Regions from separate parts of the Mus musculus genome. Here regions 1, 3 and 4 are each linked to region 2. A link is a contact called in public HiChIP or PLAC-seq and promoter capture Hi-C data. All regions are on one chromosome and are shown on one strand. The core of a region is the stretch at or near the end of the contact, and the rest is flanking DNA. Distances in the headings are between cores, read along the strand shown.

Region 1 (5,581 bases), core at 720-3,219, 140 kb before region 2:
AGAAGTTGCAGAACCATCATAAACATACACCTGGAAGTGAGCTACCGCAGGTGTTTGGTGAACGATGGGAGGAGATGGGAAGGTTTATTCTTCTCAAGTTACATTTTTCCACTAGAAATACACTTAACTGTAAGATTGGACCTCTAAAAACTGTTATTTCCCAAATAGGACTCTCCTATTTGGAACAAAATGGGTAGTAAATAAATAAATACTAGTGTAAGAAAGAGAGAAGGAAAGAAAGAAAGAAAGAAAGAAAGAAAGAAAGAAAGAAAGAAAGAAAGAGAGAGAGAGAAGCCCCCATATCAGTGGTTTATACAAACAGCATTTTTTTTTTCCATCTAATAAATAGACCAGAGTTGGATAGCTGCTGGCTTTGTCTCAGGTGCTTAGCAACACCACACTGTCTCCATCTTCTACTCTGTTGTAGATAGTGGTGGTAACACATTAGTTGTTTCTTGGTTAAAATCTAGGTGTAGCATCACTAGATACTGAAGCATAAAGAGAATAGGGAATGGAAGGGCAGAGGCAGACAGACAGACAGACAGACAGACAGACACACAGATACACACAACTCCCACTTCCAATTTATCAATCCAATGGAGGTCGCCAGGTAACAAGTGCCTTTACTAGCCAAGCTATCTCATCTATTCCTACTATATTAACTTTGATAAGGTTTATTATGGTTGTTGTTGTTGTTGTTTGAGGGGCTTTGCTTTGTTTTCTTTTGGTAGTACTGGGAATTGAACTCAGCTAGTGTGCTAAGAAAGTCTCGGTGATCAGGAAAGGCACTGGCACTATAGTCTTTAGTCTTTAACTGGTCATCACTCTGGATTCTGTCCATAGAGACGATGGGGAGAGCGGCTTAGGTATTTGGAACGTGGCTCCCAGAGACTGAATCCTGTTGCAATGTCCAGAGAAAAAGGATGCAAGAAGGACCACTTGTGCCATGAGACACTGGGTTCTTGAACACAACAACTTCATGATGTTTTCAGCCCCAAATAGCCCCACTCTGCAGACACCATCACTTTGAATCAAGCATTTAAAAAGCTGAATTAGTATATCCTCCAGAAACCGCCCAGCTTGTAAGATAAATGACTGGCCATGCAACTAGTTTGTGCTTTGGGGCTCCGTAGAAGACCTGGTGGGATTTCTACATGGCCATGGAAATAATTCTTCTCTGCAAATTGAGCTTTCCTTCCTTTTCGAACCAGAACACAAGTATGCCTAAGATGTGAGAGGCAGGAAATGCCAGCCTGAATTGCTGCACTTGGAGCAGCTGAGTGTACACAGGAGCCTCAGGCATAAATCTCCAGCATTCTCCAAGCTCTGGACAGCCGGACAGGGAAATGGGACAGACTCGCTTCACTCTAGATTTCAAACTGCCTTCTTCCCACTTCTGCCCCACCGGAAGCTACTTACCTCCCTGTGTTACCAGGATATTTTGTGCTCACCTATCTCTGAGAGCAAGCTTCTCTACCTCCCCCTCCCGCCCCCCAGCTCTCTCCACCCACACACCCACCCCTGCCTCTCAAGCCCAGGTCTGAATTGGGTGTCCCTCTGCTTTGTACACGTTGGATGTTCTCTTGGCTCCGTATTGTAAGTACCTGCTTGTGCTCATCGGGACAACCGGCTGTCCCATTCTCCTTTTGTCCCCTTGCATATACGCGCTGTCTGGGGCTTAGCGAGGGCTCAGAAATGTTTGTAATATATAGACGAGGTGGCGTGCAGGGGAACTCCAGCCCTTGGCCCCATTGTCCCCGTGGCTCACACTCGGGACTCTGTACCTGGGAGCTGCGCCGCCGCGCAGCCAGGACCGCCTCCTGGGTGCCAGAGCGACCCCGCCCTCTGGACCGCGTCCCCGTGCGCTGGGCGGCGAGGCTCCAGGGCGGCCGCCAGGAGCAGGTGGGGGCGGCGGCTCCGCCTCCGCGTCCCGGCAGCGCTTAAGCCCGGCTGGGAGCGAGCGAGGAGCGCAGAGTCCAGCTTAGCCGGGCGCGCAGAAGCAACGCCAGGCACTGTCTGCAGCCCAGCCGGGATCCTCGAGGCGACGGGGACGACGGAGACGACGGGGACGACGGAGACGACGGGGACAGCGGGGACGGAGGCGCCAGCTAAAGTCCAGTCGGCCGGGTTACGGCCAGCTGCAGGTAGCTGCTCTGCTCGCGTCCGGGCCCTGGGTTAAGTAAGTGGCCGATTGGGGTTGTCGCGGAGGGTATTGGGGACAGTCCCGAGGTAGAGTGGCCTCCCGCGTTGTCAAAGACGCTGGGTGAGTGAGAGTGCCCAGGACCCTCTCCAAACTGTAGTCCCCAGCCGCGACTACGTCTGGGAGCTGCTCCGTGCAGCCCTAGCGGCAACCACTCGCTCCCTGCCCGCCACGGGTCGGAAAGGGACCATGGCTACACCAGGTCACCTCAGGGCTCCCTGGTGACCTCCCAGGACAGCACTCTTCCGTTATCAGCTTCTGGCACGGAGGCCTCTTAGTCTGATGCCCCAAGGGGGCTCTGCTTCCCTTCCCCCACGTCACCCCCCACCCCTCCCCTGAGAACAAAAGGGCGGATCTTGCTTGTGTTGGGGATGTTAAGGAAGGGTCCCTGGCGATTAGGAGAGATCTGGGAACCTGCACAATCAGACAAGGACTGAGGATACTGGACCATTTCCCAGAAAGAAAGCCAATTCCTGAGGGAAAAAGTGACTTATCCAAGGTCACACAGTTCCTGGTGACAGAGTCGGGCCAGGAGCTGAGTCCTGACTCCCCGAGGCTTATCTGTAAGCCTGCCTAGGTCAGGAGCCAGAGAGTGTATGTGTCTGTCTATCCATTATCTCTAGCCATTTACATCTGGCCACAAATGGCCTTTAAAGTCCTTTGGAGGTGTGCGGGACTGGGTAATTGTGGCCATTCCCCCGGATACCTAGCCAGGAGCTCACGGGGAGCAAGCTTGGGAGAAGAACACGCTCTCCTGTAGGATGCCAGGCATCCATTCCCCTGTGGAAACAATGTCTTCTGTGTGCTTGGAGTGTCTGCCATGAGTGTGAGAACCTGAGTTGGGTAGATGTTCTGCCCAGAAACCCAGGAAGCCTGTCTAATGGCCTCAGGAAAAACCAGAAGTATCTCTGACACACACACAGTCTGGGGACTCTCTGAGGAAAGTTTCCAGTGGGACAGTGGTATTCCTCTTCTGTGCCTGGGGTCCTTGGATGTAAGTGAGAGCATTTGTTGGGCAGACTTGTGTGACTTTAAAAGCTTGTGTGCCTCACTGTCTTTGCCTTCGTCACCTCAGAGAGGGCCAGGAGAGGGTTTCTTGCTGCCAGTTAGTATTATAATCATCAGACACTCTAGCCTTGTTTTTAATGTTCACTCCTTTTACTTTCTATGTAAGTATTTTTCGGGCATGTATGTCTATGCACGACTCTGTGCCAGGAAACCCCTAGAGGTCAGAAGAGGGCACTGGATCCTCTGGACTAGAGTTAAGGATGTAATGTCCCTGAACCACTATGTGGGTGCTGGGAATGAGTCCTAGTGTTCTACAAGATCAGAGTTTCCACTGATAAACTACCTGTCCAGTCCCAGCCTTCTCCTAAAAGCTGTCCTCTCTAAACTGTAAAGTAGTGGTAGAGGTCAGAAGTGGACTGCCTTTGGGCTTCCTACTGGCCTGGGCAGACCTTCAAGGCACTTTAGGTCTAGACATGCTCCCCATACATAGAAACTCAGGAAGTTGTGTGCTTTAGACTTGTGCACATCACTTGGGGCTTTTTTTTTTTTTTTTTTTTTTTACTTCAATAACAACGTAAGTGGATATTTGATGCTGAAGGGCACTGGGCATGGCAGGGCACAGGCTGCTGAAGTCTGCCAGCTAATGTACTTTAGAGATGCATTTTAAAGCAAAACCAAATCAGGAAAACAGGGAGAAGGACAGGGGAGAGAAAACCAGTGGGGAAGTAGCAGGAAATGGCCAGGCACTGTAGATGCTTCCATATGCATTAACTCAAGCCCTGTGGTTCCTGTAACTATTGTGCCTTTCCACAGATGAGAAATGCAAAGAGACAGGGGTTAGCTGAGTGTGCCGAGGACAGGGACCTGGGTCTGTACACTTCAAACTGGAAGTGCACCGCCCACATCCAATTGTTGGTGCCCAAATCTGCGCAGAGATGTCAGGCTGCCTTGGTAGAGCTGCTGTATACCCCTTTTTAGTCCTTCCAGGAGCCTCGGTTTCAGGCACTTGGGAGTGTGACTTGGTGCTACACTGAGTCAGCAGGCAGCAGAAGGGGCGGAGGAGAGCGCGTGTGTCTAAGAACATTCAGTTTCAGGAATGGGAGACAGCCAGCTGGCCCAGCCTGGCAACGCTCTTTTTAGGCGATTATTGTTCAGCAACCGTAGAGTACAGGTTGAGATTTTGCAGTCATTCCAACACACACACAAAAGGGATAATAGAGCCAGAGAGAGAGAGAGAGAGAGAGAGAGAGAGAGAGAGAGAGAGAGCCGCCACATCAAATGCAATTAGCACTGAAGAACAGACAGGGTTTTCACCAGGTAGCCTCAACTTTCCCTGCCTTCTATGCTTGACAGATATAATAGATATCAGTGCTAAAGTTTAAACATCTATTAAAGGGCAGGCAAGATGGCTTAGTGGGTAAAGGAGCTTGTGCCAAGCCTAAAAACTGTAGTTCAACCCTCAGAATCCACGTGGTGAGAGAATTGACCCTGCAAATTGTTTTCTGACCTCCAGAAGTTCAGTGACACACACACACACGCACACACGCACACACACACACACACACGCGCACACACGCACACACGCACACACATACAAACAAAAAACAATCAAAATCAAAACCAAAAAAATGTAAAATCAACTTATAAAACGTAACTTAATAGAATAAATAAAATGTCTTGTATGCATGTGATAAATTTTCAGGACAAAGTCACATTATAAAGAGTGACATCCTGGGAAATTTGCCCTGTTATATGACCGAATGTCCTGCTGTGTCTGCTTTGAGTCCCAAACTTGGAGACATGGGAACATGTTTGTTTTACCACACGCTTCTGGCTTCACATTGAATGCTTGTCTTCTTAGACTATGAGGTTTAGGAGTCGAGGACACTGAGCAGGCCTACCAAGAAATCTGTGTGGGGGTCCCCTGAGCAATGAGCCTCTCACACAGTTATCTCCTGGCGAGTTCTGCCCTCTCACGGCGACACTCCCACCATCTGGCTGCTGAAATATTTAGAAAGGAATTGTAATATTTGACTAACTTGGCTCACAGCATCTGATAAAACAAACTCGAAGAGGGAACTAGTAAATCTGAGTTCAGCTGGGTGAGAAAAGGATTCTTTAGTTCCTTGGCCGCTGCCACAGAGCCGAGGGGCAATTCAGCTCCCAGGATGCTCCACAGACACACCACATGCTCCTCCCTGGCCGCAGCCAGCAATGCAGTGCAGTTGAAACCTCCCCTTGCTATTGGGCCTGGCTCTTTCCTTTCTGTGGGGGGCACTGCAGAGGGGCTTTCCCCATATCAGGTCTGCAGCCAGACATTGCATCATGAACAACAGCATTCACACACCAAGGGGCATACACTGAAACAGAACA
Region 2 (5,565 bases), core at 1,020-3,519:
AGCTGTTTCAACCCAGGCTTGTCATTTATTTTTACATTAAAGGCACCTAGCCTACTTTGTTTCTTGACAAGGTAAGTGTACCTAAGAGTTGTCCATCAATACAAGACAAGCTACCAGTTTTTCAGAAGATATATTTCCCACCTCAAAGATTTGGTTACAACCAAAGTTGTGGTTCTTACGTAGAGACGCAGTTTCATCACTAGAAAAGGTGAGCTGAGCCTAAGATGGACACCTTCATGCCTTCATTCGGTCAGTTAAATGGGCCTGTGGGCAGGGGGAGGTGTAGCCCCTTAAACACCTGAGTTTTTAAATCCATTACAGTTTGCTGCCCTTTGCTCGGATATTCAGGGCAAACCTGCTCTCCCCTTTAGACTTTATGAGGTAGCATGTGGCACTTTGAAGAGGAAAAAGCTACAGGAGTCCTCTTCCTCAGCTGCAGCCATAGGTACGACCTTAGTGGTCCATCCGCCCTGCAATGTAACCTCTCTGTTGTCTGTGGCAAGCTTGTTCAGCGCCTGCCAGCTCCGCTATACCTAACCCTCAGAGATAGCATCCTCTCTGCTCATTATCCCTAAGGCACCTGCTTCCTCACTCACGCAGCACTTCCTCTTTCCTAAAAGACAAGATGGCTGGCAGCCCTGCAGTGAAAATCAAAAGAAAAGCTGCTTTATGAAGAAGAAGAAAAAAAATCCTGAAATGAGTCACCTTTCAAGAATTTGCAATCCTAGAGCCTGGGTGCTGAAGGGCTAAATCAGCCCTTCCGGTGCCATCCCCTGTATGGATTGGTGTGTGCACTATTCCCGGAGGGTGTTTACATGATACGCCCATCCTTTATAAAGCCACTCGTAAGGTACAAAAGTATGTAAGCTGTGCACAGTTGTATTCTGCACAGTTGACTTTAAATGGGTCTAAAGAAAATCAGACCAAATTAGAGTTTCAGTTAGGCTTTTGACAAGTTAGGGAAACCAGCTGTAGCTCCCTAAACTTCCCACTTGCTCCCCAAGGCACTGCAACTTCACTCAGCTTTAACCAGCTCCAAGTACACTCCCTGCCTATACACAGCAGAGCCTTTTCCTCCTGCTGTTTCTCTCAGCAGCTCAAGCCCGGGGCAGCTGCAGTTGGCTGTGGTCTGCTAGGGTTCCGCCTGGCCTGATTTTTCATGCTGCCATTTTGAATTAGCATAGGTTTACTCAGCAAGTGATGAGGATTTAGGCAGGCGTGAAGCACAGTAAACACACACACACACACACACACACACACACACACACACACAAAACCAGGAAGAAGCACTTAACAAGCTACAATTACACAGAAATACACCTCTATTTAACAGAACCCTACCAGGTCAACTTGGGAGACAGAAAATAGTAAGTTGCCTTAAACGCAAATGGGTGTGATCACATTTTTATTCCTAAATTCCAACCGATTTTCTAAAATTCAGGCGCTCCTTTCATCCTCCTGCAGACCTCACTGTGGTCGCTAAATAATTAGCAATTATTTAGCAATTCTGCCTGGACAAAAAACAAAAAGCAAGACGATAGGGGTAAACTGAGGTGGAGTGATAGCAAGGGTCGAGACACCTGCCATGACCCCACCCGGATTCCAGTGTGCAGGGGTGAGGCCTGGAGCGAAGCAATGTCTGGTGCCAGCTCACTGGCCCTTGGGGATAACCACAGATACCGGGACTCCGCCCGGCGACCAAGGGTAGCGGCCTAGTCAGGCGCCACGGATGCATTACTCGGGAAGGAGCCAGGCTCTCTCTGCTAGCCGCAAGACGGAGCCGCAGGAGCCGCCAGGGGAAGCTCAGGGGCCCGGGGAAGCTCAGAGACACTTCCCGCGCCCTTGCAACTCGGCGCCCAGAAAAAGCAGCACCCGGTTATAAACTGAAAGGGAGGTGCGGGAAGGATGCGGGATGGAGAGCAGGAGCAGATTCTGACCAGGCTGCAGTAGCTTCGTCCCGAAGTCCCTGATCTCAAGTCGGGCCAGACCGAGGCCACCTAACCTCCGATCTCCCCTTCCCTGGTCCACACTCGCGAGGCGTTAGAATTGTAATGGGAAATGTGGTGACCTCCCAGCGGAAGAGCAGCTGCCAGCGCCCCGGCGCTCCCCGCGTAGCCTGAGGCTCACCTGCCAAGCAGCCGGCTCCAGCCGGGTCCAACGGTGCTGATGCTGCGACTGCGGAGTTGGGGGCGCTGCGGCGGCTAGGTTACAGCCTCTGCATCCGTAGCGCAGAAGACCGCCGGCGCTCCGGTTTCCCAGACTCCAGGCTCTCCAGCCCCCGGCTAACAGCTGGTTTGGTCACGCGACCGCAGACCCACCCTCCGCCTCCCGGTGCTCTGGGCCCCAGGACTCGTTGTGTTTGACAGCTGAGGCCTCAGAGCCCGCCCCGCCTGGGAGGGGAGGGCACCAGGAGCCCCCAAGAACAGCAGAGGGGGCGGGACTCAACAGAAAGTGGTTCCTTTCTTTCTAGATTTTTATTTCTTGGTTGAAACTCTCTCGAAGGGAGGAACCAGAGCTTTAAGGAGCCAGGTCCTGCTTTCTCCTGGCAACATTTTACTGTGTGGTTGCTAGTCTGAGCCTTGGTGCCTGGCGAGAATTCCCTGCAGAGATATGCATTCTTCATTTGGTTGATTCAATGTGTCAAAGTCCTTCCCTAATGTTAACCGATTGTGATCGTGCTCATAAACCAGACGATGCAGCATATTCACACTCTGTGGACCAAGGTCATGCAGCAAGTAACAAAGGCAAGATTCCACACCAGGGTTAATAAACTTTTGACAGGGAAAGAGGTGATGCCCACCTCAAGGCTTTTGATAACAACGCCTCAGGGGCTGAGACCCGATCTACCTCGATAAGAAAAGGCTGTAAGAGTCCACTGGGAAGAGAGTAGCAGCAGCGGGCAGCAGCAGATTCACATGTATTTTCCAGTTATCAGATGAACACAAATCAAAGTTTTATAGTCTCTATGGTGTGTGTGTTTGTGTGTGTGTGTGTGTGTGTGTGTGTGTGTGTGTGTGTGTGTATGACAATATCTCTCAAGATAAGAACATATGTAGCCTTTCACCTGATTCCACTTTTGGACTTTTGGAATTCATCTTATAGAAGAAAGGACACGGGTGTGAAATGAGCAGGAGGATTCTGGGGGGGCCATATTATTTGTGTCAGCAACGACTAGAACCAAACCTCACAGTGGTGGTACACACAATTAGGGAGGCTGACAAGGCTACATAGTAACACCTTGTCTCAAAAACTAAAAGATTGAATGAAATTCAGCCTATAAATACCATGGAATTCCATCCAGCATATTTTAAAGATTTAAAGATGAGATCATTGTCTGTGTACTAATTCAAGACTTCCAACTTATACCAAGTAAAAGGCTAAAGTGGGGATAGGTTAGGTGCAGAACAGTGTGTGTGTGTGTGTGTGTGTGTGTGTGTGTGTGTGCGCGTGTGTGTGTGTGAAAATATATACACTTCCTTTTGCAAATGCTTAGACTACTTTTGGAAAGATCCATAAGAAACTGTAACAGGAGATTCCAAAGGGAAGAGAGCTGATGACTGGCCACCAGGTAAGGAGACTTTCCCATGTCCTCTTAAATCAGTGTGTGCTTGTAGCTTGTCAGGTGAGGAAGCAGACAGTGGGAGAAGGATGAGGGAATGTGGCAGGAACCATCAATAGATTCTACAGAAAAGACCATTGGTTCACAGACTTAGAACACAAAGGTGCTTTGTTTATTTACTGCAAACAATAAACTGTGTAGCCTAATGCATGTGGCTAATAACTTTCAAAACTCCTAAAGAGCTTGACCTGGGGCCTCCCTGGTAACTTCTGACGTCAGTCTCCAGAGCTGGGACCAGGAAACTTGAGTTCTGCCAGATTTTCAGGTTTCCCTTGTGCATTGATGTTTGACAGCCGCTGTTCTGAAGTCTCTGTTATCTCCCGGGTCTCCACACAAGCTTATTCCACCGTGGTGTAGCACTTATTAAGCACCAATAAGACATTTTTATTCTTGGCTTTGTACAGGACAGACTCTGCTTCCATTCAAGTCACACAAAGAGAAATAAGGGAACAGAACAGTCCAACAGATTTAAAAAAAAAATCTAGAATTATCAGTTAGGGCTTTAATCACTGGCCTCTATCAGCCATGTGGAGTCTAGCTGTGTGTAAATTACAAGGCCTCTGTGAGCTAGCCCACAAGGAAAAAAATCTTTTAAATGACATACAATTGTTACATCGTCAATTACAGTCTGTCTGGCATGCTCGGAGCTGGTAAAGACCAGTGCGCTGTATGTCTGCTTTACTCCACTGAAGGAGGCACAGGGTTGTTCTGTTTTGTTTTTGTTTTTGTTTTTGTTTTCTTTTCCAGAATCAAAAAAGGGAAAGTAGGAGTACAGTGGTGACTCTGACCTTCACATACTGTCACGAGGGACGCACATAACCCCTCCCTCTCCTCAGAGAAAACACTATAGGTGCACTTCTATTTTTTTTTTATTGATAACCAGTACGATTAAAATAAAATTATTTGGGAACATGCAAAATATACAATCCTAACGACATCATAACTGGTCCTGCATATGACTTCTCTTCCCCAGTATAAATCTGAGGGTAACAAATAAATGAAGAAACATTGTCATAAATTAGGAACTCAACTTGATGGAAAATTTCTCCAAAATCATCTATCTATTAAACTTAACACCAGTAGAGATTTTAAAAGCAGAAACTGACAAGCGGATTCTAAAATTTATTGGGATGAACACCTAAAAGCAGTTTTAAAAGAAACTAACGTTGGACGACGTAAACTCCCTTATTTTAGGACTCACTATAAAGCTACACCAGCCAAGAGAATGTAGTGTTGACATAAGAGAGATTCATGAGCCATGCAGCCCAAATAGACTTGCATGGTACAAGACACATGGTTGATTTTTTTTTTTTTTAATTTTTAACTACAGCAAAGTAACTCAGGGGAAGTAATCAAAATGGGACTGAGAAACTCGTGCTCATGCATTGAAAAAAAGTGGTACTTTCTTCCCCATTTGCAGAAATAAAATAGAAATGGATCTGGGTCCTAAGCATAAATCTAATGCTAGGAATCTCTGCATTCAAAGACAGGAGAATATTTTTACCATCTCTATGCAGCGTGACTTGGAAAGAGGAATAAGGAAACTGTGGAGCTGAATAAAAGTCCTGCGCCTCTGGCACAAAATCCAAAACAAAATAAGTCTAGCATCTAAATTACAAGACAAGGAGAAAACATACCAGTCAACCAAAACAGACTAAAACTGAAAGAAATTATGGGGTTAGCATATGAAGTACCTTAAAACCACCATTAGAATATTATGAGTATATTTAAGGGTTTAAAAGAAAACACACAATGGGTGGTATAAAATGTACCAAACAGAATATTCTACCTTTGTTGATTTGAATCCACAGATGTGAAGCCTGAGGGCAGACTGTCTGTCTGCTTATATTTATTGCATGTGTTATTTGGGGAGCATAAGGGTTATAAACAGATAAGAAATGTTAACAAGCTTAAGGGATGGTCATAAATGAAGAGAACCAGAACAG
Region 3 (5,904 bases), core at 1,981-4,480, 250 kb after region 2:
TTTGAGTGGCAAACACTTTATAGACCAAGCCATTTCCTCAGTCTAAGATGCTGTTTTTTTTTTTTTTAATTAAAATATTGTTTGCAAGCCAAAGTGAACTGAGAGCGAAATATAATACACATATTTAATCTCTTATTAATAACATTATACTAGTCTGATAAGCAAGAACCAAGTTGTTTTTATTAGCAGGTGCTGACATTTTGTCTTAGCTATCTTTAGAAATAATAATGATTCCAAAATCTATGTTAAACATAACATAGGGCTTTGTTAACCAGCTGATTAACATGAAGCATTTTTTGACACACTGAAGCCTATTTAGGACACCAAAGACTGCTCAAAATGTTAGCTACCTCATGAAATAAAAAAAAGTTCATTTACAAAAAAAAATCCTTTAACTACAAAGATTTCAAATAACCTCTGTCTTTTCTACATACGCTTATCTGGTCAAGCCAGTATGGTGATGTATATACTAGTAATGACTACTAAACGGCTACAAATAATACTTGAAGGCTTAACAATGTACTTCAATTGTACAAAATAGTGAGATCAAGACCACTAAATTTTAGCATACTCAAAACTTTACAGTATCACAGTATGCTATAGACAACATGCATATTATTATTCCATAATAGGAAGGACGAGGAATTTGTATTTTCAAATAGACAGCGGATCTTCTGAGACTCTCGGCCACTCTGAGACTGGTCCTATGATCATGTGCACTTTAGACACTTGACAACAAACAGGCTTAGCTAAGGCAAAGGGCTTGGATTGCCCCAGTCCCAAAGTCATCACTGAATAGAATCAAGGTCTAATCCTAGCTAGACCATACTACTCTGGCGTGTGTTTACAATCCTGTCTTGATTCCTGTCCATTGCTTCTCATTAAAGAACCAATGGAGGTACCAGAGGAAGAATGCTGTCTTAAGGAACACTTAAGAGCACACCTAAGAACAAGTTTCTTACGTGTGAAGAACTGGTGGGGTGTGACAAAGCTACAGATTGTAAGTGAAGTCCCAGCTGCTTGGTAATAAAACACAGTCTTCATAGGATTACTATCTGGAGAGAGAGGAGAAGGCCCTAAGAGAAGCAGACCAAGGAAAGGACAGAGAAGAATCTCCTCCACACTGCTGCTGTCAAAGAGCAATAATGTAAGGGTACGAGTGACTTTCAAGAATCATTTTAGGGACAGCGTGGTGGCTCAAGCAAGTAAAGGCAGCAATCCCCCAGAACCTACAAGGAAGAAGAACTCCTGTGAGTTGTCCTCTGACACCACATGAGGCCATAGCTTGAGGTAGCCACATACATACATACACACGTACATACATATATACAAATAAATAAAAAGTAAAAACCCTTTTTTTAAAATAAAAGAGTGATTTTAATATGACAGGAAAACATGAATGCACTCTTTCACTGAAAAGCTACTATACTGCCATAGTCTGTTGAGTGTCTAATGAACACCTTAATGAGAGCTATGAAGCCATTGTTGCACAGCACTGTCTTCAGTCCTAGGAATGGGGTGACTGGTAACATCTGCAGGAAAAGGCATTTGACCACATGATGTAATACAGGATATATCATATGAAAGCTCAGAGGATATATCATATGAAAGCTCAGAGTAACTATATATCACGCACTATGCACATATATAAACATATATATGTAAAACTACATTTCTTCCTCATATTCTTCTCCCTTCTTCCTCTTTTTCTTCTTTCTTTCTCCCTCTTCTCATTGAGACTGGTTTTTGCTGTTTCTTAGGCTGACCTTGAATTCTAAGGTTCAAGTGATCCTCACGATTCATTCTCTCCAGAAGCTGGGCACTACAGGCCAGCCTGTTCATAAAGCCTCATTTCTCCTATTTACAAAGTCCAACTTGTGGCTGAAGCGATGGCTCAGCGGTTAGGAGCACTAGCTGTTCTTGCAGAGGAACTGGGTTTGATTCCCTGCACAGCCATGTGACATCTAACTATAACTACAGTTCCAAGGGATTGAATACCTTCGTCTGATCTTCAGTCTGGGCACCAGGCACACGTGGGGAACTTACATGCAGGCAAAACATTTATACACACACACACACAAATTAAAAACAAACAAACAAACAAACAAACAACCCTCCATTCCCTTATCTTCTGAAAGAATGTCTAGAATCACTACTTAAATGACTCACCACAAATACAAAAGCGTAAAACAGCGACAGTGCATTTTTGCAGTTTGTACAAACACACTTGCACATAGACAATGCTACCAGTACCCGCCAAATGGGAGGGTCAGAGCCTGCTAGACCAAGCACCACACACAGGAAGGCATTTAGAATCCTGTTAAGTTCCATTTAGAGAAACCCACAAGATTTTAAAGCTACTATCGCTCTGGAGATTTAACTCAAACATTCTGGGCAAGGAAGCTAAAGTCCAAAAAGGTAAAACAATTTACAGCCTGCATAATTTGGCTTGGTGTTAGGCCCGAAGGCTGGATCTCGGGAGAAGATAGTCTCTGCACCTCAGTTTTTGCTCTGCCTTTGAAGGTCAAGCTGGATTATCGTTCGTTCTTCCAATTTTTTGCTCTTCCCTTCCCCTAGCATAATTCTGATCAAGTTGGCTTCAGCCTTCCCCTTGTTTCGTTCTGTCCTTCGCTCCTGTACTGTTTTTTGTTTTAAATCGTCTTCATTGCTGAGACTGTTGTTTGCTTAATCAGTGTATACAATACCAACGAAGGTCATTATCTACCCACTCAAAGCTCCAGACACGGGATACTGCCACGAACGCCCTAGCCAGGAAAAGGTGCACTTGGTTTTCTTCAGCGCTCACAGGCCACGTGCGGCAGGAGGGGCCGCCTTCTGATTGGTGGTGGGGGAGTCTCCTGGAGGGCGGAGCCACCGGTCTGTCCATCACCACATGCTGGGCGGGGCCTGGGCGGGTCGGCCTAGTTGTAGGGCAGAGCTAGAGCAGCGGGACCCAATCTCTGCGCTTTGCCTCGATTCGGCCGCCGCTCCTCCAGTGCCGGCCGCGAGGCGACGGTTGCCGGGGCGCGCGCCGCCCGTTCCTCTTTCCCGTTGCAAGCGGCTGGCGCGCAGGGAGGCGGCCCCCAATCCGGCCGGGCGCCTCCCACTCTCCGAGCCGCCGGGGAGCCGGAGGATGGCGGCGGTGACAGCGGCCGCCCGGGAGGAGGCGGTGCGGAGGCCGCGAAGCGCGGCAGCAAGCGGCAGCGGCCCGTCGCGGCGGCCCGGCAGCGACCGCGTCCGCACGGCTACCTGAGCGGCAGCCGCGAGCTGCGTCCCGCCTCTCTCGCTTGCTCGCTCGCTCGCTCGCTCGCGGCCCGGGGCGGCGCGGACATGGGCGCCAAGCAGAGCGGCCCCGCCGCCAACGGCCGCACCCGTGCCTACTCGGGCTCGGACCTGCCCTCCGGGACCGGCAGCGGCGGCGGCGGGGCGGACGGCGCTCGGGCGGCCCGTTTCGCGGCCCCGGTGTCCGGCGCGCAGCAGCCCAGCGCCTCGGCCGGCGCGGCGGCTGCAGCGGCGGCGGCGGCCTCGGCCCCGGCAGCGCCCCGTAGCCGCTCGCTCGGCGGGGCGGTGGGCAGCGCGTCGGGCGGCCGCGCGGCGCAGTCGGCCTTCAGCATCCCCAGCGCTGGCGGCGGCGGCGGCCCGTACGGCTCACAGGACTCAGTGCACAGCAGCCCAGAGGACAGCGTCGGCGCTAGGGACCGGGACCGGCCGGCGGGCGGGGGCCCTGGCGGGCCGCGTCTGGTGATCGGCTCGCTCCCGGCCCACCTCTCCCCGCACTTGTTTGGAGGTACGGCTCCCTGCCCTGGCAGCGGCTCCCCAGCTAGGGAAGCGCACCCCCCACTCCCTCCTTGCAACGCGGTGAATGGAAGAAGTATTGTTTTAAAACAAACTGACGAAACAGCCTCGTGGTTGTAGCTTTTAGTACCAGGAAGTCAGGGGAGATCAGTGGCTGAGTGTAGTTCTGCCCCGGAGCTGAAGGGCGAGCAGTTTTAAAGGCCCAAAGCCAGAAGGGACTCACGTGGATGTTTGAGTGTTTGAAAAAAGGAAGTTATCTCTCCTTTGGATAGACTCCTAACAAAGCTGTGATCCTTGCGTCTCTGTAAATAGCCCTGCCTACTTACTGGATACTTGTTTTCTGGTTAAATGTGTTAATGCAAAGTGTTGCTTCATAACCCCCGAAACTGCTACTTTTACAGTGTGGCTAATGTCACTACTGCTTAGTTTGAAGCGGATTGTGGAAAAGTTCAAGAACAGTTATTTAAAGAGATAATCTTTATAATGATCACAACTCTACCTATAGAGGCAGTAATTGGGCAAGGTCTTTCGAAGAGCGGTGTTCACTAGAGTTAAGGAACAATTTAGAGATCAGTGATGTGCTTTTAATTAAGTTGTTTGAAACAGGAGAAAGGGTGCAGTTGATCCTGAAAATGTGAACTTAGCCGCATATTGCCACCTCCTTTCGGTATGAGACTGGTATTATACATTTACACGTAAGCACAGAATGATGTAAACTATATCCCTTCAGGTTTTTTATTTGTTTGTTTGTTTGTGTATTTTTTTGAGTCAGGTTTTCTCTGTGTAGCCTTGGCTGTCCTGGAACTCACTCTGTAGACCAGACTGGCCTCGAACTCAGAGATCCACTTGCCTCTGCCTCCCAAGTGCTGGGATTAAAGGCGTGTGTGCGACCACGCCCGGATCATCCCTTCAGTTTTAAAAACCCTTTTATTCATGTGTTTGAAACTGTAAGACATGTGGTGAAGCAGTGTTTACTGATTCCTGTTCCAAAGCAATCAGAAGCTAGTGTTGGTTCGTGAGAATGTCATGTGTAGTTTCTACCATCTTAATGGTATTTTGCACGCTTGGTATGAAAGCACCTAGCTTTTAGCTACCTTTATTATTTTTTAAGTGTTTTTATTTGTTTTGCTTGTGAGGTTCTGGGACTGTAACCTAAGTTACTGAGCTTGTTAGGCAAGCTCTTTACCACAGAGCTAACACCTAGCCTGACAAATAACTTGCTTTATGGTAAGTTCTGCAATGTCAATAATTACAGCAGTGTTTCTGAAAGTTAAAGCATTTTTTTTTTAAATCTTGTTTTTTGAGGAAAAGAATATGTCCTTAAAGTGATTTGAGGCACTGTAGTTTCCTGAGAATTGGAGAGTAATGGTACATTTAAAAAATATTTTTTTAAAATTAAGTTTCATTGAGCAGTTATCATCACAAATAGGAACAAGAAAAAGGACTAGGAAAAGTATTTCGAAGTTAATATTTTATGTACTGAATACTACTTTTATTCAGTTTTTCTCAGGGCTGATGATTCTCTCTGACTAGAGTCGTCAGTATGTATGTATGTTTTTATTTTGTTAAAGTAACTGTTTGGAGCAAGGCAGCTATCTGGCCTTCCTGCTATTCCTAAAAAACTGGCAAGACCTATTTGCCAAGTGTTGGAATGCAAACCTTTTTTTAAAAGCTAATTCTTGTAGCTTTGCTCATCCAGATCTCTGAGGTTGAGGCTTAAAGTCATCAATTGTGTGGAATGGTTTCAACTTTTTCCTCCAGTTCATTAAGAACTATCACAGACATGTATTATTCTTGGGACATTTGAGAAAAGTAATCATTTATGTGAGAAACTTCAGTTGACAAAGGCCTAAAGAGGATCAGAAATGACCTTACTTGAGAAGGGATCAAACTTGTGGTGACCTTAAACTATTTACAAACAGTGAAGTCCATCCTTAGGGGCTTTAATTATGAGACTTGTGTGTGTATGTCGGTGGGTGGAGTCACGAGGAAAGCTAACTGAAGCACGTTTCTAGTCCTCCTGAGGTGGAGGGGGCATGATGTGCTGCCTTAAGGAATCAGACTTGATTCTTTACATTAATTTCACTTTACTATGTTTTATACCAGTGC
Region 4 (6,123 bases), core at 3,551-6,050, 240 kb before region 2:
GTTGGGTCCTGAGGCAGACGTTATGGACAAACTCCACTTACTGACTTGCTCCCCAAAGCTTGCTCTGTTTGCTTTCTTATACCAACCAGGAACCGTCCTGCCTATAGGCTTAGATGTTTTTAAAACGTATTAAAATTTGTTTTTAAACATTTTTTTAAACTTTCAAATGCTTGGACTGTCCACAGTGTTCTGGGCCCTTCCACATCAATTTAGAAAGTGTCTAACAGATTTGTCTATAGGCAGTCTAATGGAGGCATTTCTCAACTGAGTTTTCTCTTCCCAGATAACTCTAGCTTGAATCAAATTGACAGAAAAACAACAAACAAACAAACAAGCCAACCATTACATCGTGGTGGTAAGAATGTAAAACATTACATCACATCACAGTCAGGAAGCAGAGAGAGGAAAATGCTGGTGTTCTGTTCACTTTCTCCTTCGCTACTTTTTATTTGGTTTTAAATGAGCTGGTACCATCTGGGACAGTGTATCTCTTAGGTAATGCTAAATCCAGGAATGTTGATAACAAAGTAACTATCACCTAGTCTTTGGCACATGGTCATAGCAGCCCAAATGGACTGAGACCCTGTATTCAGGCTTGCACTATTATACAGAATCATTTGGACATGAGATTTTGGAATAAGAGCAAATAATGGATGTGAGAGATGATGCTGAGAAATCCTGCTTCATTTATTTAAATTGAGGTGTGTGTCAGTCACCCTTCCATTGCTGTGATAAAACACCATGGTCAAAGCTTAGAGAAGAAAGATTTTATTTGACCTTACAGTTCCAGGACGGTAAGAATCCATTATGGACACAAGTAGCAGGCCTGGCAGCAGGACCAGGAGCTAAGAGCTCACAGCTTGAGCTAGAAGCATCAAGCAAAGAGAACAAACTGGCAAAAGGATGAGGATTTAAGCTCTCACAGCCCATTCCCAGTGACATACTTCCTCTAGCAAGGATTTATCATCTAAACGTCCCCCAAACAGCACCAGCAACTGGGGACCAAATGTTCAAATGCCCAAGACTCTAGGGAACACTTCTCACTCAAACCACTACGATGTGACTTGATGACAAAGTATCAAAGAACCACATAAATACTGAGCACTGTAACTCAGAGGGACAGAGCTGAAGATAGAATCAAGACTTATTTTATAAATGGTCTTTCAGGCCACAAGTAAGACAAAGATGCCCAGAAGGAGACTCAAAGCTGAATCTCAAGAGATCTAAAATCATAGTGTCTAAGCTCCAGCTCTGAAGTCAGAGCTGCATCCTCATCCTGCCTCATCCTGCCTCATCCTGCATCCTGGCTCTACCATCACAAGGTGTTCTACCCAAAGTACCACTTACCTTCTCTGGTAATAACTACCCGTTGTTCTCAGGGTTGAAAGAAAGAACATATAGATAGCATCTGGCATGATATTGATCTCATCAGGACAGCAATAAGCAATGAATGGATAGAGCTTGCTCTAAGATCATCAATGGGAAGGAAGTCAGAGAAGGAGCTGCAGTGGAGGGAAGGATGCAGAATAGTAAACATATTATGAGATAGCCAATGATATTGACATAGGCAAGAGGAGAGTGTCAGCGTGTGCTCTAAACAATTCAATTTCTGTATACATATTTGTGTATATATTTGAATATATTCACATATATGTATGTGTATATATACATACATGTATATATGTATGTGTATATATACATAATGTATATATGTGTGTGTATATATATATATATATATATATATATATATGAGAGAGAGAGAGAGAGAGAGAGAGAGAGAGAGGAGTTGGTTTCATCTGAGAACCAGGATGACAAGAAAGATAGTTGGTTGGTTTCAACAAGAAGGAAGGCAGGCTAGTGAGTAGAGAGAGGTCCTGTGTGCCTAGCATGCTCAAGCCCCAGGGTTCCATCTTCAGCAACGTGAAAAGAAAATCAAGAAGGTGAGCCAAAGAGATCTGTTGCTAGAAGAAAGATCCAGCACAGACCCCACTACCCCTGCCCTGCAGACCAGCCAGAAGAAGCCCTAGCCTGTTCCTATCACCAGCATTCTCCATGAAATTGCTTTGTGAAAAGGGGAGAACAGAGAAACTACGAGTTTCAAACCTGTGACCTGATGGCAGGACGCATGGGGGAAAGGAGAGAGGAGTGGGCCGGCTCAAAGGCTTGGTGCGGGACTAACCTGGAGAGAGATCGAGAGCAGACTCTGTACAAAAGCTGGCCTTGCTTAGATCAACTATTTAGAAAGACCTTAAGAAAGGAACATTTAAAGATAACCCAGTAACTTGGCAGGGAGATGAAATGCCTGGTTGTAAAGCTTGCTTTAAAGGGTTAAATGAATCCAACACTGACGCAAACCCAAAGAGAGCACAACAGCATGTTCAGAGTGACAGAGTTGGAGGCTGTGAAGGAAAAGGCATGTCTAACTGTCAAAGGGCAGGGGTGACCATAGAGATGGAGAAGAAAAGGAGAAAGGCATGGAGCTAACAAAGAAGGAAAGGACAAGAACAGGAGATATGAACGTGAGGTCAGCAAGAGTAAGAAGAACAAAGCCAAGACACACCACAGTTCTCTAGGATGAGTGCAGGGTACGTTGGTTTCTCTGGTATGATCGGCTGTATTCCTTAAGCATTTGTTCAGATTCCTTCCAAAGCCCACCCCTACTGGAGAGATGTAGTGACATGATCAGTTTCCCAGCGCCTCCAGAAATTTCAGGTTTGCTGAGCAAAAATGTCAGCGCTAAACTCCAAGATTCTGCAAGGTCTCCAAGACCTTAGTTCCTAGCACCCAGTTCTAGAAACTCATTCCTTAAGTGGGTGATCATTTATTTTGCCAAGAAAGCAACTGTTAAGACTCTGCATTGGCCCCAGTCCCAGCTGCCATTGAAAGTCTGTGTCCTACTCAGCTGCCCAGTGTCACCTCCCAGGTCTGCCCAGCCACACTCTGTGCTTACATCACCCACCTGCCCTTTGAGCCTTGAGAAGCCCAGCATCCTTCACACCTTGAGGCTCTCTTAGCTGCTGTTTACCCTGCTTTTCATGACTCTATTCATTACACACACACACACACACACACACACACACACACACACACACACACACACACACACTTCACCTTTCTATGGATATATTCACCCCCATCTAGTGGTTCTCTCATTTATAAGGTGCTTCCACTCAACCCAGGAGGCATAACAGAGACATTTGACATTGCTGAATGTATTTGAGGAGCTATCTTATTGAGAGATGAAGGATTTGTTTATTGAGAAAATGCTTGTGGCTTTGTGAAAACCACACTAGATGAAAAGCCATTCAGCAAGCTAGTGTCCTTTTCCTGGTGTCTTCATTCTTTCAACAATGTGCTTGACAAGGGCATGTCCCAGCTCCATAAACGGTGGTGGTGGCGACTCCCCAGACAAGCTTTTCTCATCATATGACATCTGCCTCCGGAAAGCTTCCTTTAAAGCTGGCAACTAGTCTTTATCAAGTACCAGTGTTATGGTTCAGTGTCCCCACTTTAAAACTAACCTCAAGAGTCAGTTTTGGTGGTATGCCAGAGTTTGAATCCAGTCTTAGTTACATAGTGAAATTCCACCAATAAAGAAAGGAAGGAAGGAGGAAGGGGGGCAGAGAAGGAGGGGAAAGGGGGAGGAGAGAGAAAGGGGCAGAGGGAGGAAGGGGGAGGGGAGTTCTCTAATCTCTGGTTAGAAACAAATCATTTCCAAATACACAGTGTATGTTCATCTTTCATTTTTTAATTGAATCCAAACTAAGACACCAACCAAGTCCTTGTATTTTCCTCTTCCCTACTGTATTGAAAGTCTCTATAAAATTCCTGCCTGCTTATCAAATCCTTATTGCAAGAGATCAGAGTTGGTTGGTGATCTGTCTCTCACCAGGCTTGTCCCGCAGAAAGTGCTCAAAGCAGACAAATTGCCTGGACTGCCTACCTTAGAGGCAAAGAAAGGGTCCTACTTGCATGTCTGCAAGCCTAGAGACCCCCAAAATCTCTTTCAAGTCGTAACTTCGCCTTAGTTAGAGAAATGTCTCCTCTAATACCGTTTTTGACAAATAACCACCGAGCTAAAGCACCTTGCACGGTGCTGGGGCCCATTGGTTCACCCTCTCAGTGGCTCTGGGCTGGAGTAATATGCTTGGATGGGTGTCGATGCGCGGTCGCCCAAACGCGAAAGATGCTTTGTAGCATAGGCACTTAGTTATGGTAAGAACCCAAGACTAACAAGCTGATAAGCTGGAATCAAACTTCCAACCCCGTTACTTCGAGATTGCCCTTCAGCATGCAATCCTGGACAACTGTTTAACCTCCGCAAAGCCATGGTTCCTTTGCAGGTCTGTTAGGAGCCATAGTGCCCAGGCCTGGGGCGGTCTGATGAGCAAGTGAGTTAACCCAAGTGAGTTGACCCAAGTGAGTTATAGTACTAGGATAGCGCCCGATGACAGCAACGACATGGTTCTCAACTCTTAGTCTTTTAGGTAAGGGCGCTTGAAACTCCCAAACAATGACAGAGTTTGAATCAGCTCTCCGAGTTAGAAAATTTGAAAGCCTTGGGACTCAAACCTCAGCGCAAGAACGGAACGCGAGCAGGGAGGCGGCGCAGCACAGCTTTTTCTCCAATCAGAGTCCGCAGGGCTGGAACCACGTTTGCAACCTCGTCCAATCTGGTCCCCAGAAGGGCGGGGACGCCTACCTGCACCTGTAGCCTGGCGGCCGCCTCCTGTCCCACCCTGACCCTCCCCTCCTCCTCAGTTCTGGTGTCTTCAGGCCTTTGGCCAACCACCAGCAAGTGGGCAGATGTCTCAGCGCGTTCCTACGGACGCTCAGGAAGGGTAGTGCGCCGGAGTCAGTAGCCCAGGTCCTGTCTAGCTGAGGCCAGAGAGCAGAGTGAACGGGAAGAAAGGACGCGCCCTAGAATGTGAGACTCCCACCGGGAAAGGCTGACCAGACTCACCCTGGGGCGGAGGATCTGACAGTCCCTGCCACCTGAGCGGACCGTGCTGCCAACCCCAGGTTGTTCCGACAGTGTGCGAGTGTCAGGGGTGTTGGGCGAGATCAGCAACAACGATTCCTGCATCTCTCCTAGTCAGCGATAAGGGACACCGCGACTAAGCTTCAGGCACCCGGAGACGCCCCCTCCGTGTTCTAGACAGCCCGCGCGGCGCAGCGCGGCGCCGCAGTGGCCCTGAAAGCCCCTACAGGTGAGTGAACCAGAGTCCCTCTGCGTCTCACAAGGCAGGCCCTGGCGCTACGAAGTCCCTGGAGAATGCTGTCTAGCGCTTTGCAGTGCCCCTCCTCCTGCTGCCAGAGGAGAGGCCCCCCCCAGAACAGTGATCTGCCTACTTTTGCATTATTTGCCATCTTTTCCTTGCGCAATTCTCACAAAGCCTTTCCGTACACACCAAGTTGGTCACTGTGGAAAAGAAAGTGTTGGGTGGCTGCCCACCACCATTAATAAATGCCTTGGGGTGCGGTGTTTTTCCGATCTGCAGAATAGGGAGTAAGACGTTTGTAGACCCCAACGTTGACGGTGCCTAAGGGTGTGGGCGCCTTTCTTAGGGAAAGAACTTTGAGCTGGTTCTGCTTTTACGGTTTTCAAGCCCCAGTCCGAGTGAGTCCTCAGGACATCCCCAGGGAGGAGATGGCGCCTCCCCGTAGGCGCAGAGACTTCCTCTACCAGGCAGTTCCGGGAGAACCTGCAACAACAAACGGCCGCACAAGTTTCCCTCCTGCGCACTGGCGAATCCCAGGAGCGCCGCGGTGCGTGGGCTGCGAAGCGGCGGAGCTGAAACCTAGAAATGGGCGGCGCGCGCGAGCCCTGCCCACTCGTGGTGGCCGTGTCCAGTAGCACGCTCACAGGAAGTGTGCCAAGAGTCTGGCTTGCACTATCAGGAGCGTCTGGGCTCCGTTATTCAATGGTTTTCTGGAGTTCCTGGTTGGGCGCTCTCCTTTGGAGGATGGAAAGGCAACCAGCAAAGAAAAGTACCAGAAGACTTTGTTTACAATAAGTAAAATCCTCAAGAGATAGAGAACTATGAAAGAAGGGTTGGGACCCGCGGCCTTCCAACAGTGTGGAGATTGGCTCTAGGGAGTTAAAGGAAGAGTGGGATGGCG

Evidence for each region. Promoter capture Hi-C pulls out the DNA fragments that hold promoters and counts their contacts. HiChIP or PLAC-seq counts read pairs in DNA pulled down with a chosen protein or histone mark.
Region 1: a contact with region 2 is called in a promoter capture Hi-C map of stem cell-derived epiblast-like cells, with 2.8 times the contacts expected there. The contact joins the promoter of Wipf3 here to the promoter of Scrn1 in region 2. A contact is called at or near these places in 12 of 39 promoter capture datasets (the 3T3-L1 cell line, 3T3-L1-derived adipocytes, embryonic stem cells and 5 more), 4 of 484 Hi-C or Micro-C datasets (the N1E-115 cell line, cerebral cortex and embryonic stem cells), 1 of 115 datasets of contacts at active chromatin or transcription factors (pancreatic cancer cells) and 3 of 9 other capture datasets (adipose tissue, liver and pancreatic islet).
Region 3: a contact with region 2 is called in an HNF4G HiChIP or PLAC-seq map of pancreatic cancer cells. The contact joins the promoter of Znrf2 here to the promoter of Scrn1 in region 2. A contact is called at or near these places in 3 of 39 promoter capture datasets (the C10 cell line, cranial neural crest and embryonic stem cells), 1 of 484 Hi-C or Micro-C datasets (embryonic stem cells), 5 of 115 datasets of contacts at active chromatin or transcription factors (the SCID.adh cell line, bone marrow-derived macrophages, embryonic stem cells and 2 more) and 2 of 9 other capture datasets (adipose tissue and pancreatic islet).
Region 4: a promoter capture Hi-C map of liver shows a contact between it and region 2, with 3 times the contacts expected there. The contact joins the promoter of Prr15 here to the promoter of Scrn1 in region 2. A contact is called at or near these places in 8 of 39 promoter capture datasets (the 3T3-L1 cell line, cranial neural crest, embryonic stem cells and 3 more), 1 of 484 Hi-C or Micro-C datasets (cerebellum) and 1 of 115 datasets of contacts at active chromatin or transcription factors (pancreatic cancer cells).

What each region holds. Positions count from the first base shown.
Region 1 is chr6:54,427,717-54,433,297 of GRCm38.p6, forward strand. It overlaps Wipf3 (WAS/WASL interacting protein family, member 3), which reads left to right and starts at 1,970. Exons shown (of 9, transcript NM_001167860.2): 1 at 1,970-2,144. 9130019P16Rik (RIKEN cDNA 9130019P16 gene) reads right to left here and starts at 2,505. Exons shown (of 14, transcript NR_033635.1): 1 at 1,605-2,505.
Region 2 is chr6:54,564,113-54,569,677 of GRCm38.p6, forward strand. It overlaps Scrn1 (secernin 1), which reads right to left and starts at 2,270. Exons shown (of 8, transcript NM_027268.2): 1 at 2,128-2,270.
Region 3 is chr6:54,813,686-54,819,589 of GRCm38.p6, forward strand. It overlaps Znrf2 (zinc and ring finger 2), which reads left to right and starts at 3,231. Exons shown (of 5, transcript NM_199143.2): 1 at 3,231-3,787. The coding sequence starts at 3,331.
Region 4 is chr6:54,322,101-54,328,223 of GRCm38.p6, forward strand. Prr15 (proline rich 15) reads left to right here and starts at 4,801. Exons shown (of 2, transcript NM_030024.3): 1 at 4,801-5,210. The region is part of intron 4 of 9130019P16Rik (RIKEN cDNA 9130019P16 gene); the gene reads right to left.